2 separate regions of the Sus scrofa genome follow, and region 1 is linked to region 2. A link is a contact called in public Hi-C data. All regions are on one chromosome and are shown on one strand. The core of a region is the stretch at or near the end of the contact, and the rest is flanking DNA. Distances in the headings are between cores, read along the strand shown. Region 1 holds the start of FAM180A (protein FAM180A). Region 2 holds the start of MTPN (myotrophin).

The links. A called contact is a pair of places that touch in the nucleus more often than the background predicts.
Region 1: a Hi-C map of embryonic fibroblasts shows a contact between it and region 2, with 2.9 times the contacts expected there. The contact joins the promoter of FAM180A here to the promoter of MTPN in region 2. A contact is called at or near these places in 4 of 5 promoter capture datasets (fetal liver, fetal skeletal muscle and liver), 1 of 47 Hi-C or Micro-C datasets (embryonic fibroblasts) and 1 of 2 datasets of contacts at active chromatin or transcription factors (skeletal muscle).

The regions. Positions count from the first base shown.
Region 1 is chr18:13,571,561-13,577,998 of Sscrofa11.1, forward strand. FAM180A (protein FAM180A) reads left to right here and starts at 2,464. Exons shown (of 3, transcript XM_003484013.4): 1 at 2,464-4,271. The coding sequence starts at 4,196.
Region 2 is chr18:13,326,415-13,332,881 of Sscrofa11.1, forward strand. It overlaps MTPN (myotrophin), which reads left to right and starts at 3,850. Exons shown (of 4, transcript NM_001256778.1): 1 at 3,850-3,989. The coding sequence starts at 3,918.

The DNA of each region.
Region 1 (6,438 bases), core at 1,214-3,713, 240 kb after region 2:
TCACTGGGGACACTCCAGAACTTATCTGCTCCCTCTCTCACTCACTCAGTTCTCCCTCTCAGAAGTCATTGTATGTTTCTGTTTTTTTAGAGTTTGAGGGGAGTTTTGTTGTGTTTTTTTCTCTTTTTTTTTTTTTTTTTGTCTTTAAGGTCGCACCTGCAGCATAGGGAGGTTCCCAGGCTAGGGGTCGAATAGGAGCTGTAGCTGCTGGCCTACACCATAGCCACAGCAACGTGGGATCTGAGCCACGTCTGCGTCCTACGCTACAGCTCACGGCAATGCGGATCCTTAACCCACTGAGCGTGGCCAGAGATCAAACCCGCGTCTTCATGGATACTAGTCGGGTTCATTAACCACTGAGCCACGGGATGAGAACTCAGTGGTCAACGCGGAGCCACCACTCGCTCCCGCCCTGTCTCAGGTCTTCACCATCTCGCCCTAGAACTTTGCATTTGCTCCCTCCTTGACCGCCTGCTTCCCTGTCAAATTCACCCTCAATAGCACAGCCGCCAGAAGCAGCCACCTCCCTCCCCGGAGGGTGGCCCTCCCTGGCTCCTCCTTCCCAGGAGGGTACTGCCCAGGAGTGGCGCTAGAGGTGCTCCTTTCCCCGCCCTGCCTGCCCGCCAGCCTGCCTCCCGCTGCTCAGGCTTCATCAGCCAACGAGAACAAACCCCTTTTAGGTCCTCAGACACATCGAGTTCTCTCTCCTGCCTGTGCCAGTTTTCAGGTTGTCCCATCCCTCACCTTATCCTCTCCTGCAACCTAAGTAAATCCAACTCATGCCTAAAATCTTTTTTTTTAATGATTTTTATTTTTTCCATTATAGTTGGTTTAGGGTGCCATCAGTTTTCTACTGTGTAGCACAGTGACCCAGTCACACACACAAATACATTCTTTTTCTCACATTCTCCTCCATCGTGCCCCATCACAAGTGACTAGATAAAATTCCCAGTGCTATACAGCAGCATCTCATTGCTTATCCACTCCAAATGCAGTAGTTTGCATCTATTAACCCCGGACTCCCAGTCCATCCCACTCCCTCCCCCTCGGCAACCCCAAGTCTGTTCTCCAAGTCCATGAGTTTCTTTTCTGTGGAAAGGGTCATTTGTGCCAGATACTGGATTCCACAAAAATGATATCACGTGGTATTTTTTTCTCTTTCTGACTGACTTCTCTTAGTATGAGAGTCTCTAGTTCCATCCATGTTCATGCCTAAAATCTTTATTCAGGGGCCAACGCCTCCAAAGAGTCTTCCTGACACCCCTCCCCTCCTATTTCCTACCGAGGATCTTCCATCGTTAAATCTAACGCCCCGTGTTCCACATCTCTGTGGAGGTGTCTATTTCCGTGGTGAGAAAGAAGATTCTTTTTAGGGCAACACCCGCAGCATATGTCTATTTCCCAGGCTAGGGGTCGAATCAGAGCCGCAGCTGCCAGCCTGTGCCACAGCCGCAGCCATGCCAGATCCAAGCCACATCTGTGACCTACACTGCAGCTCACGGCAACGCCAGATCCTTAACCCACTGAGCCGGGCCAGGGATGGAACCCACATCCTCATGGACACCAGTCGGGTTTCTAACCTGCAGAGCCACAGGGAGAACCCCAGAATGAAGATTCTTGATGGCAGGGACCTGTCTTGTTAGGTTTGCTATACCTATTAGCCTGGCACAGAGGAGATGCTCAAAGAGCAGATGAATGAATGAATAAGTGACATTTAAACAAGGGTTGACTGCGCTACCTCTGTGCTGGAGTCACAACCCTCGAAGTGAACAGAATTTTCCTCTCCACCCCACCCCCACCTGTCACTGTGACAGGGTCCCCACCCAGCACTCTCTCTGCTGCATTATGCTTCCAATACCCAGAAGCTGCTTTATTGGCGTGTGGTTCATCTCAGCCCCAAGTAGGCAATCTATGCACGTGTCTGCCCTGTAGCAGCTGTGTGACCCTAGTTCTTTATCCTTTCTAAGCTTCAGTTTTCCATGTGTAAGATGGACTCTATTCCAGCATCCACTGAACAGAATGGCTGTGAAAATTGAATGAAATTAAATAGGTGCATGGTCAGAACTCAGTAAATGGTAGACATAACGAAAGATGGTGCCAACAAGAGACACACAGTGGGGATTCAGAGGTAAAATGCACTTGAAAACTGTTGCCCAAAGGAGAACCGCCCTCCCCCATAAAAAGCACTTTCCACATGATCAACAGCTCTGTAGCATTCCTCTGCTATAGGTTTACTGGGCTGTTACAAAAGGCAGGGCTTCCTTTCGCTTGCCAGTCTTAACCAGTAGGCATGGAACTGCAGAAAGAACAAGAAAAACATGAAGAGAGTAAAAAAAAAAAGAAAAAATCATGTGTTAGGCCAGGGTTTCCCAAGACTTCCACCAAGTTCCGGGAGAAACTGTATGTGTTCGCCTCCTGCTGCTCAGGTGAAGTGGCAGAAGACAGGGCCTGGCTTATCATCTCACAAAATGAAATGAGTTACAAACACACCCACCCCCAACCCAAATCCAAAAGCTAATCCTCATCCGAGTTGAGTAATTGGTAGGGGACTGTTTGATGATTTGTGTCTACAGATGAGAAAGTCCAGGACTAGCGGCCAAGACTGTGACTTCTGGTCATGGTTTCCCAGTGGCCAGGCCAGTCATGTCCATCTTCCTTCCCCAGCAACCTCCTCGCTCACAGGAATTCTCTTGGCAAAAGAACAGGGGTTACAGAAGCTTTCTCAGCTTCAGCATCAATCAACACATACTCTGTGGGCAGCTACAGAGCACCCAGCCCTGGGCTAGGTCCTCTGGGAAGCTTCACAAATTTAAAAAGGAAGAACACAGAAGAGAAAAGAAAACCATCAACAAAATGAAAAGGCGAGGTATGGAATGGGAGACCATATTTGCAAATCATATATATATGATAAGGGGATAATATCTACAATATATAAATAATCTATACAACTCAATGGCAAACAACCAAACAATCCAACTTAAACATGGGCAGAGGAACTGAACAGACATTTTTCTAAAGAAGACAAACAACGGTCAACAGATATTTGAAAAGGTGCTCCACCTCACTCATCGTCAGGAAATGCAAATCAAAAGCACAAACTATCACCTCACACCTGTTACCAATGGCTGTCATCAAAGAGACAAGTGATAACAAGTGTTGGTAAGGGGGTGGAAAAAATTGCCTTGAGCGCTGTTGGTCCATAGGAATATAAAATATTTTTTGTCTTTTTAGAGCCGCACCCACAGCATACGGAGGTTCCCAGGGTACGGGTCAAATCAGAGCTGCAGCTTCTGGCCTATGCACAGCCACAGCAACACTGGATCTGAGCCTCATCTGTGACCTACACCACAGCTCATGGCAACACCAGATCCTTAACCCACTGAGCAAGGCCAGGGATCGAACTTGCATCCTCTTGGATGCTAGTTAGATTCATTTCTGCTCCACGAATATAAACGGAAATTCCCATAATAGATATTGGTACAACCACTACAGAAAACAGTATGGCGGCTCCTCCAAAAATTAAGAATAGAACTACCATATGATCCAGCAATCCCACTTCTGAGAATATATCCAAAGAAAGGAAATCACCATCTCACAGAGAAATGAATCACTGTCACTTGTTTCAGAACAAGTGACACTCAGCCCTGACACCACAATGACGTTGCTGTCCCAAAGGCCACTCTGGGCTCTCAGCCCCGGCGTCAGCCCAGCAAGACTCTGGGCTCTTGCTGCAGCCCTCGCCTCTGGCGCTGGGGTGTGTGTGTGGACAGGGACAGCAGCCAGCTCTTTGCCGGGCTCTCTAACAAGCTCTGCGAGTCTGTTTGTTAAAGAAAAATTCCAGTGGGTGCATCCAACACATGGAACTCAAGTACAGAAATTATATTTATCCACCCCACTGCCAAGGAGATCACATGCCCGTGAGTCACTCCAGATGTGCTCAAAAACAGAGTCTCTCTGTGGAAGCTCAGGGCCCCAATCCCGGAGAGAGTAGCTTAACAGGTCCCACTCCTGCCCTCCCCAGGAGGCAGCCCCCTGCCTCCACCCCTCTAGGGCAGGAGAGGGCATCTCAGCACGTCCGGAAAGGGAAGGGCAGTAAGATCAATATTGTTGCACTGCGAGGACCAGTACAGGCATACCTGGGGCTCCTGGGGTCCCACTGGTTGGAAGACGACTTTGCACCTTTTCGGAGGAAAAGATGTGTTGGAAGACGCTGCTGCTTCTGCTGTTGTGTTATGATGCTCAGGCCACTCTGTCCCACAGGTGGAGCAGGGGTGAGTTGCTTTTGATTTATTTGATTGATGCTCCTTATTCTTTCCCCAATATGATTAGGAAATTTGGGGGAGGGGGGTAAAAGTGGAGGGGGCAGGAGGAAGTTAGAAACCCTGCTCCCTCCTTTTCTCTCCTTTCTGCCCATTGCTTTATGCTTCTCGACATGCTAAAGGGTAATGATACCAAAAAAATCAGAGCCGCTGAGGGAACTGGGTCAAGGTGGAGAAGGCAGAGAGCATCCCTTTCTGACAGGCCAGAGGAAGGTGTCCTAGCTTCACAGAAGTGGACAGACTCGGCCGAGTTCCCCCAGGCGGCTGCAGCTGGGAAGGGGGCGCAGAGAGCAGGTGCCCAGGACTGATGCTAACATGACAGGAGGAAGGTGCTGGCTGGCAAACAGCCTGCTACCTGGCTGGGGGTGCTGTCCACGTGGAGGTCTCCATGCTGCTGCCTGAGCAGGAGTGGACACATCTTTCCAGCTGCAGAGAGCCAGCCCGGTGACGGGAATGGAAGCGCAACCCCTCAGCATCCTCGGGTCCGCCTGGCTGCCACTTCCAGCGCCCCAGCCAGCCCCCCTTGGGAAGGAAAGAGCCCAGCAAGGCTTCTCCCAAACGCTGACTTTCTTTCCCTCGGGATACAGCATCTCAAAGCCGGCCTGGCATCTTTCCTGGTTCCTGTGGGCAGACACCGACAGCACCTCCAAACAGCAAGGGTTTATCACTTAGGGAGCGAGGGACCGAGAGGGCTGACCACTCCGCGCTGAGCGGAACTGAAATCTTTCTGCTGCTTAAAGTCAACTGAGGTCTCTCTCTTGGAAAGAACTGGAAAAAAATAAAGTCAGTCTCACTGGTGTTTCTCGAGATCCAAAACAGGGTGAAGACTGCAGGGCAGCAGCGGGATGAGCCCCCCGGTTCTGAGAGAGAGTGTCAGGGAAGGAAGGGGCTGCCGGGCTGGGCGTAAAACAACGGAGCAGATGGATCTGAAATCAAGAAAAGCCAAAACTACTGACAGCACTTATTAGAGCTTTCATTCCCTCATTTGTTAAACCTGAGATTAGGGACTTGCCAGTTGTCTGAATTGGGCTGTGAAATGATTGTTGCCCAGAGGCAAATAATGAATGTAGCATTTTCCCTCTTTTTCTGGTAAACATCACACACAGAGACACACAGACACAACTTCCTGCTCACTCTGTGTACAAATTTACGTGCAATGATTGGAAGCACAGAGCAAAGGGACCTTGGTGTTGTGTTCTGCCACTTACCCGTGTGTGACACTGGGGGCCTTCCTTAATTAACCTATTAAAAAAGGATGATAGGATGTTCCCTTCCTGACTCAGTGGTTAAGGCACTTGACTAGGATCCACAGAGCTGTGGTTCAATCCCTGGCCTTGCTCAGTGGGTTAAGGATCCAGCTTTGCCGTAAGCTGTGGTGTGGGTCAAAGACATGGCTCTGATCCCCAGTTGCTGTGGCTGTGGTGTAGGCCAGCAGCTGTAGCTCCTTTTGGACCCCGAGCCTAGGAACCTCCGTATGCCGAAGTGCAGCCCTAAAAAGAAAAAAAAAAAAAAAGGGTGATAATACCCACCTTTCCTTAATGCACAGGCTGTCAGAAAGCCAAATGAGACAAACTGATGTGTTACAAGCCTTGGAAACACAAGAGCTGCATCATAAGCTAACATAGAAGAAATGGAAAGACTTAAGATCTTCCTCTAAATGGCTATGTGATGTGTGGCAAGTTTCTTAACCTCTCTGAGTTTTAGTTCCGAAGAGGTAACATAGTAACAAAAACAAAAACTGACCCATACCGCTTTATCCGGGGAGGATGTGTTCCACATGTAAATAAAGCACTTGGTAAAAGATGAGGAGCTATGTGAATGTCAGCTATTACCTACCACTTAAAAAAAAACCAGAAAAGTTTCATCAAAGAAAGTCTGAGGTCTCGAGGGCTCCATAGCAACATCCTGGGAGCAGCAGCTCCAGCCCCACCCCTCCTCACCGCGGAAGGTTCCCCCCCCCCAAGTAATGATAACCATCTCTGTAAAACACAAAAGCAACGCAGCTGAAGCAGAGGCCACGGCGAGGCAGCTGGTGTCAAGTGCTGGATTAGTGGTTCATCCCAGTGTTCAGAGCCAGCAGATGATACAAAGCCCTCCCAACCATCATCAAAAATCTTCC
Region 2 (6,467 bases), core at 2,600-5,099:
AGTTTTCTCTGAAACTGACAGAAGATGACGTGTATGAGAAATAAAGAAGTAACGGGTTGGGAGGGGAGTGTCATGAAAGGGAGAGACCCTCAGGCTCAGAATAGAGAGGGCCCTGAGGAGAAAACAGAATTTTATCCCAAATGCAGTAGAAAGCTATCGAAAGGTCTTAAGATGGAGTTCCTGTAGTGGCTCAGTGGTTAACGGATCTGACGAGCATCCATGAGGATGCAGGTTCAATCCTTGGCCTTGCTCAGGGGGTTAAGGATCTGGCGTTGCCAGGAGCTGTGGTGTAGGTTGCAGATGCGGCTTGGATCCTAGGTTGCTGTGGCTCCTATTTGACCCCAAGCCTGGGAATCTCCATGTCCCAAAGGAGTGCCCCCCCACACACAAAAAGTCTTAAGAAATGCATATTTGGGGATTTCCCATTGTGGCTCAATAGAAACAAATCCAAATAGTACACATGAGGATGCGGGTTCGATCCCTGGCCTTACTCAGTGGGTTAAGGATCAGGCATTGCCGTGTGCTGTGGTATAGGTCGGAGATGTAGCTTGGATCTAGAGTTGCTGTGGCTGTGGTATAGGCTGGCAGCTGCAGCTCCCATTTGACCCCTAGCCTGGGAACTTCCATATGCAGCAGGTGCCGCCCTAAAAAGCCAAAACAAAACAAAACAAAACAAAACAAAAAAACCCATGTTTGATTTATGTTTAAAAAGGTAACTGGAGTTCCTGTCGTGGTGCAGTGGTTAGCGAATCCGACTACGAACCATGAGGTTGCGGGTTCGATCCCTGCCCTTGCTCAGTGGTTTAAGGATCAGACATTGCCATGAGCTCTGGTGTAGATCGCAGACTCGGCTTGGATCCCGCGTTGCTGTGGCTCTGGCGTAGGCTGGCCGCAAAAGCTCCAATTCGACCCCTGGCCTGGGAATCTCCATATGCCATGGGAGCGGCCCAAGAAATGGCAAAAAGACAAAAAAATAAAATAAATAAATAAATAAAAAGGTAACTGTCTATGTGGGGGATTACTTGGAAAAGGGTAAGTGTGAAAAGGGGGCGGCTAGCTGAAAGGCTGTTGTAGCAGGGCAGAAATGACAGAGCTGGGAAGGGTCTTAGGGGAGTCAGCAGGGAAGATGACAGGAAGTGAACAATTTAATATATATTTTGAAGGACTTACTGACTGATCGAATAAGAGGTTGGGAGCTGTAGGAGTTATTTATGACTCCCATTGTCAAAGACGAACAAAGCAGGACACTAGTTAAAGTGGTAAGGAGAGAATTTCAGCAGTAATAACTACAGCTATAGGGAAAAAAAGGTCCAGTGTGAACTGAACTTCCATTTGTGCAGAGATGAATAGGTGTTTGAAACGGAGAATGAGGGAGTGGAGTGGAGTAGGGGCTTAGTGTCAGGGAAGTAAAAAATTACAGCAGACTAGTCCATATAAATGCAATTAGGCCAGCTGTGTCTGCTAGTGGCAATCATCGAAGTCAGGATTCCACCCTCCTACAGAGACCGAGAGAGGGAGGGCCTGTCCTCAGGTGCTGACTGGACCAAACAGGAGCCTTGGCAGCCCTGACTTTTCTCCTGCAAGCACGTTAAGGTGGCCTGGGGTCATTTTAGGCTGTGGCCTTAAACTGTTAGGAACTGTGTTCGTGTTGTTCAAGTCTTACTAGATGAAGGTTGAGGGAGGCCTAGTTAAAAGAAAGCTAAACATTTTCTCAAAATTTAAAAAAAAAAGGAGTTCCTGTTGCGGTGCAGTGGAAACAAATCTGACTATTAACCATGAGGTTGCAGGTTCGATCTTTGACCTCCATCGGTGGGGTAAGGATCCAGCATTGCCATGCACTGTGGTGGAGGTGGAAGATGCGGCTCAGATCCTGCATTGCTGTGGCTGTGGTGTAGGCTGGCAGCTGCAGCTCCTATTAGACCCCTAGCCTGGGAACCTTCGTATGCTGCAGATGTGGCCCTAAAAAGGAAATAATAATAATAATAATAATAATAATAATAATAATAATAATAACAGGAGCCTGGTTAGAGTTTGTTCAAGGAGAGAATCTTTGTTACCATGTTTCTGGTTTTAGGGACAGGGTGGGTGGTGATGTCATCCACAGAGAAGGCGTGGTCTAGGGGACAACTAGGTTTAGTATCCAGAGGAGACCAAATTCTATTTTGGACATGTTAAATGTGAGACATTCAAATGGGTAAGAAGTTAAATATAAGAATGGGTCACATAAGAGAAGTCTGGGCTAGAGATATAAATCCAGAGCTGTCACCAGGATGTAACTCAAAGATCACATAGGTGAGTCAGAAAAGAGATAGGAACTCCAAGATTTACCCAAGAAATTCTTCCTTGGGACTTGTTTCTTGGGATGTATCGTCTTTAGGTATGTAGAGTCGTGTTTCTAGTTGTCAGAAAGTAAAATTAACAGGATAACAATCAAGGTAGTATTAAATATTTGGCAGTTCTTTTGATTTGAATCCTATCTTTATTTGCTCTTTCTAAATCGTAGCTATATAGATGTATGTATATATATGCATACATTGAACACTATTGTCATATCCATTTAACATAGATGGAAGACTGAACAGAGAAGGGTTAAGTAATTTGCCCGAGGTGACAGAAAATTAATAAGGGCTCAGTCCTGTGTTCAAAGCTAAACATTCTGGTTCCAGCCCGTTTTCTGGTTCCTAGATGGCAAGCCTAGTAAAGTAGCTTGGTTTAATTGTTTAGTGGGTCATAAATAATAGACTATATAATATTATAGTTTCAGTAAGAGGTTTTATTGGCTCTCTCTATGTTCATGTATGGATCACCAGGGGTGAGGCACAATTCACCTGGTGGCTGTGCCCCAGGGTAAACTCAAGGAAGAGTAGAACTGGTTTCACTAGCACCGTCCTGAAGCTTCAAAGCATTAAAAACAAAGGAACACAAAACTTCAAAAACACAAATTGCACTGGTCCGTTAAGCTTGCTCTGCCCTATGGCAGCAAACTTAATTCCTAGTCCCTGAAGATCATTTGCTGATCCGGAAGAAAAGCAGTTTTTCCCTCAACAGAATATGATGCGCAGTCCTAACACACTGAAGTTACCTTGTTCTCAGGAGGACTGAAGCGTTCCTTGAGGGCAGGGACGGTTTTATGCCTTTTTTTTTTTTTTTTTAAACTGTATCCTTTATGCCTAGCAGAGTCTGACATGAAGTGGGGGAAGGATCCCAAGGGATCCTTGATATTGGAGGAAAAGAGGGAAGGAGCAGGAAGGGACGGACGGAGAAAGAAGAAAAGGAGGGACGGAGGGGAAGAAAACCGAAGGGAAGGAATTCAAATCAAACATTCCTACGGGACGGGACGCTTTAGAAGGTGAACAAGATGCCCTCCAAGGTTGTGGGTTTGTTTGTTTTTTTTTAAGTTCTTCCCGTTTATGATGCCCAGAAACGTCCCCGTCCGGTCTGCAATGCCTTAACTCTCCCTCTGCTTGCTCTCTGACCCGCTCCTCCGGCCCCCAAGCCCCCGCACACTTCTCGCGGACCGCATTCATCCGCCGGCCCCGACAGCGCGCCTGCGCATCCCGAGCCCTCGGCCGCCGGCCGCCGGGGCGGGGTCGGGAGCCGGCGCTCTGCCGAGGGGAAGAGGAAGAGGAAGTGGGGGGAGGGTCCTAGCTGGGAGTGAACCGGAAGTGCAAACGCTCCGGCTTCTCCTCGGTCAGGCGGAACCTGCTCTGCTGGGCCCGGTGGCCGCAAAAAAACTTTCTTTCTCCCGCCCCAACGGTCACAGCGGCCAACTGCCTCGCCCGCCTGGCGGCCTACCCCGCCTTCTCTCCTCTCCAGCTCCGCGCGGCCCTGTCTCCCTCTGGCCCCGCGGTATCCGCTTGCTGTTGCCACCGCCTCCTCGTCTTCTGCCCGTGCAACCGGCCCGCCCCGCTGCAGTGATGTGCGACAAGGAGTTCATGTGGGCCCTGAAAAACGGGGACCTGGATGAGGTGAAAGACTACGTGGCCAAGGTAAGCAGGCATGAGTGCAGTCGGCGAGAGCACGGAGGCGGGATGGAGAGGAGGCTGAGGAAGCTGCGGGGAGCTGGGGCGGCCGGGGGTGGGGGAGACCTGGGTGGAGGTGACACCAAAGGGAGGGGAGGCAGGGACCGTCTAAACTGAAAGAAGGGTCCACAAACCACGGTCGCGTTCTGTGCCAGGTAACTGCCGTGGGGATGCAGCCGGGCTCTTCTTGCCTCGCTGACCCCTTGGGGGAGGGGAGAAGGGGTGACCCGCTCTTTCAGAGTCACTTGGAAGCCCTGATGATTTGGGTTCGGCCCTCTCCTACGCCTGAGTTACTTAAAATCTTTCTTTGGATGAGGTAATTCTCCATCTTGGACTCGCCGACTGCTGAATGAAGTAACTTAGGTGATGAGGATCAGAGGAACATTTTCTTTGACTTTGGGCCTGTTATGAATATAAAGTAGTCACGGACCGTGAAAAAGAGTACCGAAAATAGCAGTAGTTAAAATTCTGAAACTTGGTCTCACTTCACTGTGAAGTCTTAACTTTGGGTGTGGCCCTTTTCCTCTCCCTCCCTACAACAAATAACTTACTTGCTTCAAGTAGCAAGGTTGTCAGTTAGCACCTGGGAGTGTTTAAGATATCTTGAGTCGTTTTCAAACAAGCATATTAACTGAGTTACTCCATCTTCCTCCTCGATTCCACCTGAAATGCTTACACGCGTAGTAAATAGCAAGGCAGTTTATTCACAGAGTATTGAGGGGTAAAATCATGATGAAAGGGAATCTCAAACCTAAGCTCAAATGTGATGGAGTGGTAAGCTTAAAACTCCAAGCTGGCCTGCTTTTGGACCCTGAAACTGTGCCATTTGTAATTATGAGAGAACTTACATGTGATTTTAAAACGATGATGATCTAAAAAGAAATCTTCCAAAACAAAGGTATGACTTTATGACTTAAGTATGGAGCACATCTTGCATCCAAAAAAGTATAGCTTTCTGACTTGATCATGGAGGGCATCTTGCTCACTTTCTGAAAGTGTGAGGACCTGATCCAGATTTTAAAAGATATGATCACTGGTATGGCTCTGTGTTTTTGCTTCAGAGATCTGTGTTAGGAAGCAAGTAAGCAGAAGCAGAGTTTCTTAAAACTTAAAGGATTGTGCAAGGCAAGCTACAGATAGTTTCTATTCTGTTTAATACAATTACAGTTTAGACTTTTTGCATACAGGTTATCTGCTTAGTTATTTGTGACACACTGTTGACTGCCTTCTTAGCTAGTGGCATTCTGAAACCCAGACTCGCTGGATGTTTCAGTGTAACATGAAAGGAAAGAAGTTGACGAGGAACCCTTCAGTTCATGGTACGCTTCCAGTGGTGGGACACTGCAGTGCTCTGGAAGGGAGTAGGCTTTTGTTTTTCTGTTAATGGTGGAACCTAGGTTGTTAAATATTCTTGGATTACGAGAAGTTGGTAAGTACCATCCTAACTTGCAGCTACAAAATGACACAATTTCTGTAGTGTCTTCCTGTTACTGTTTTATACCATTCTTGGTGAAGTTAAGTCCTTTTATTAGTCCCATTTTACAGATAAGATTACTGAGATGCAGGGCACTTAAGAAAAGAAATCCAAAGTTACAGAGATAACACATGATAAAGCCAGAACTAAAGTGTTGACTCCAAAGCTTGGACTCCAAAACTGCTCACAGTCCAAACTGTAATTGTGAAAACTTATACTGTCAAGATTTCTAGTAGGGCAATCCCAAGGTCCACATCCAGGCAGACTACTTATGCAGTTTTCAATCACACAGAAACATTTTTGTGAAAAATATGTGCCAGTAACAATGGATTAATTTATTTTCAGTTAGTTTTTAAATTAGGTCATTCTCTTCAGTTTGATTTTGATTTTACTACCATACCGCCTATTCTCATTAACAAAAAAGATGTGCATGAGAGAGAAGGATGGACAAAGGAAAAGGAAGTAGTAGGAAGAACAAGTTTATCCAAAAAGGTTTGACTACAAAGTGATCCTATGAACAGACCACTGAGCTTTTTCCTCAGCTTATTGAGTATCTTGAGTCTCTTAACATATCTTTTGCTTTGTTAATGAAAAATAACAAAACAACCAAAATTAGTGCTCCTTTTTTTTTTCCTGCCTCAGTACTCCCTTCCTGTGCCTTTTCACTTTCTCAGTCCTCAAACATGCTCAGTCGCCATGTTTTCTGCTTATTCATCACCAGTTTATGAATGAATATCAGTATTATTTTCTAAATTTATACAACGCGTGTACCAAGAAAGTACATAAGCATTTAGAATTGTCTGGTTTTCCTTCTAAGGGATGAGAGTCTTTAAAACACTCTCCTCAGTATTCCTATGAAGATCTCTCACATTGTTAACGTCTAAGAGTGGACCTCTAGGTGAAACATTTTAGTATTTTCCTTTTTAAAATTACTATTTTTCAAAATCATTATTAGTACTTTTCTACCTACT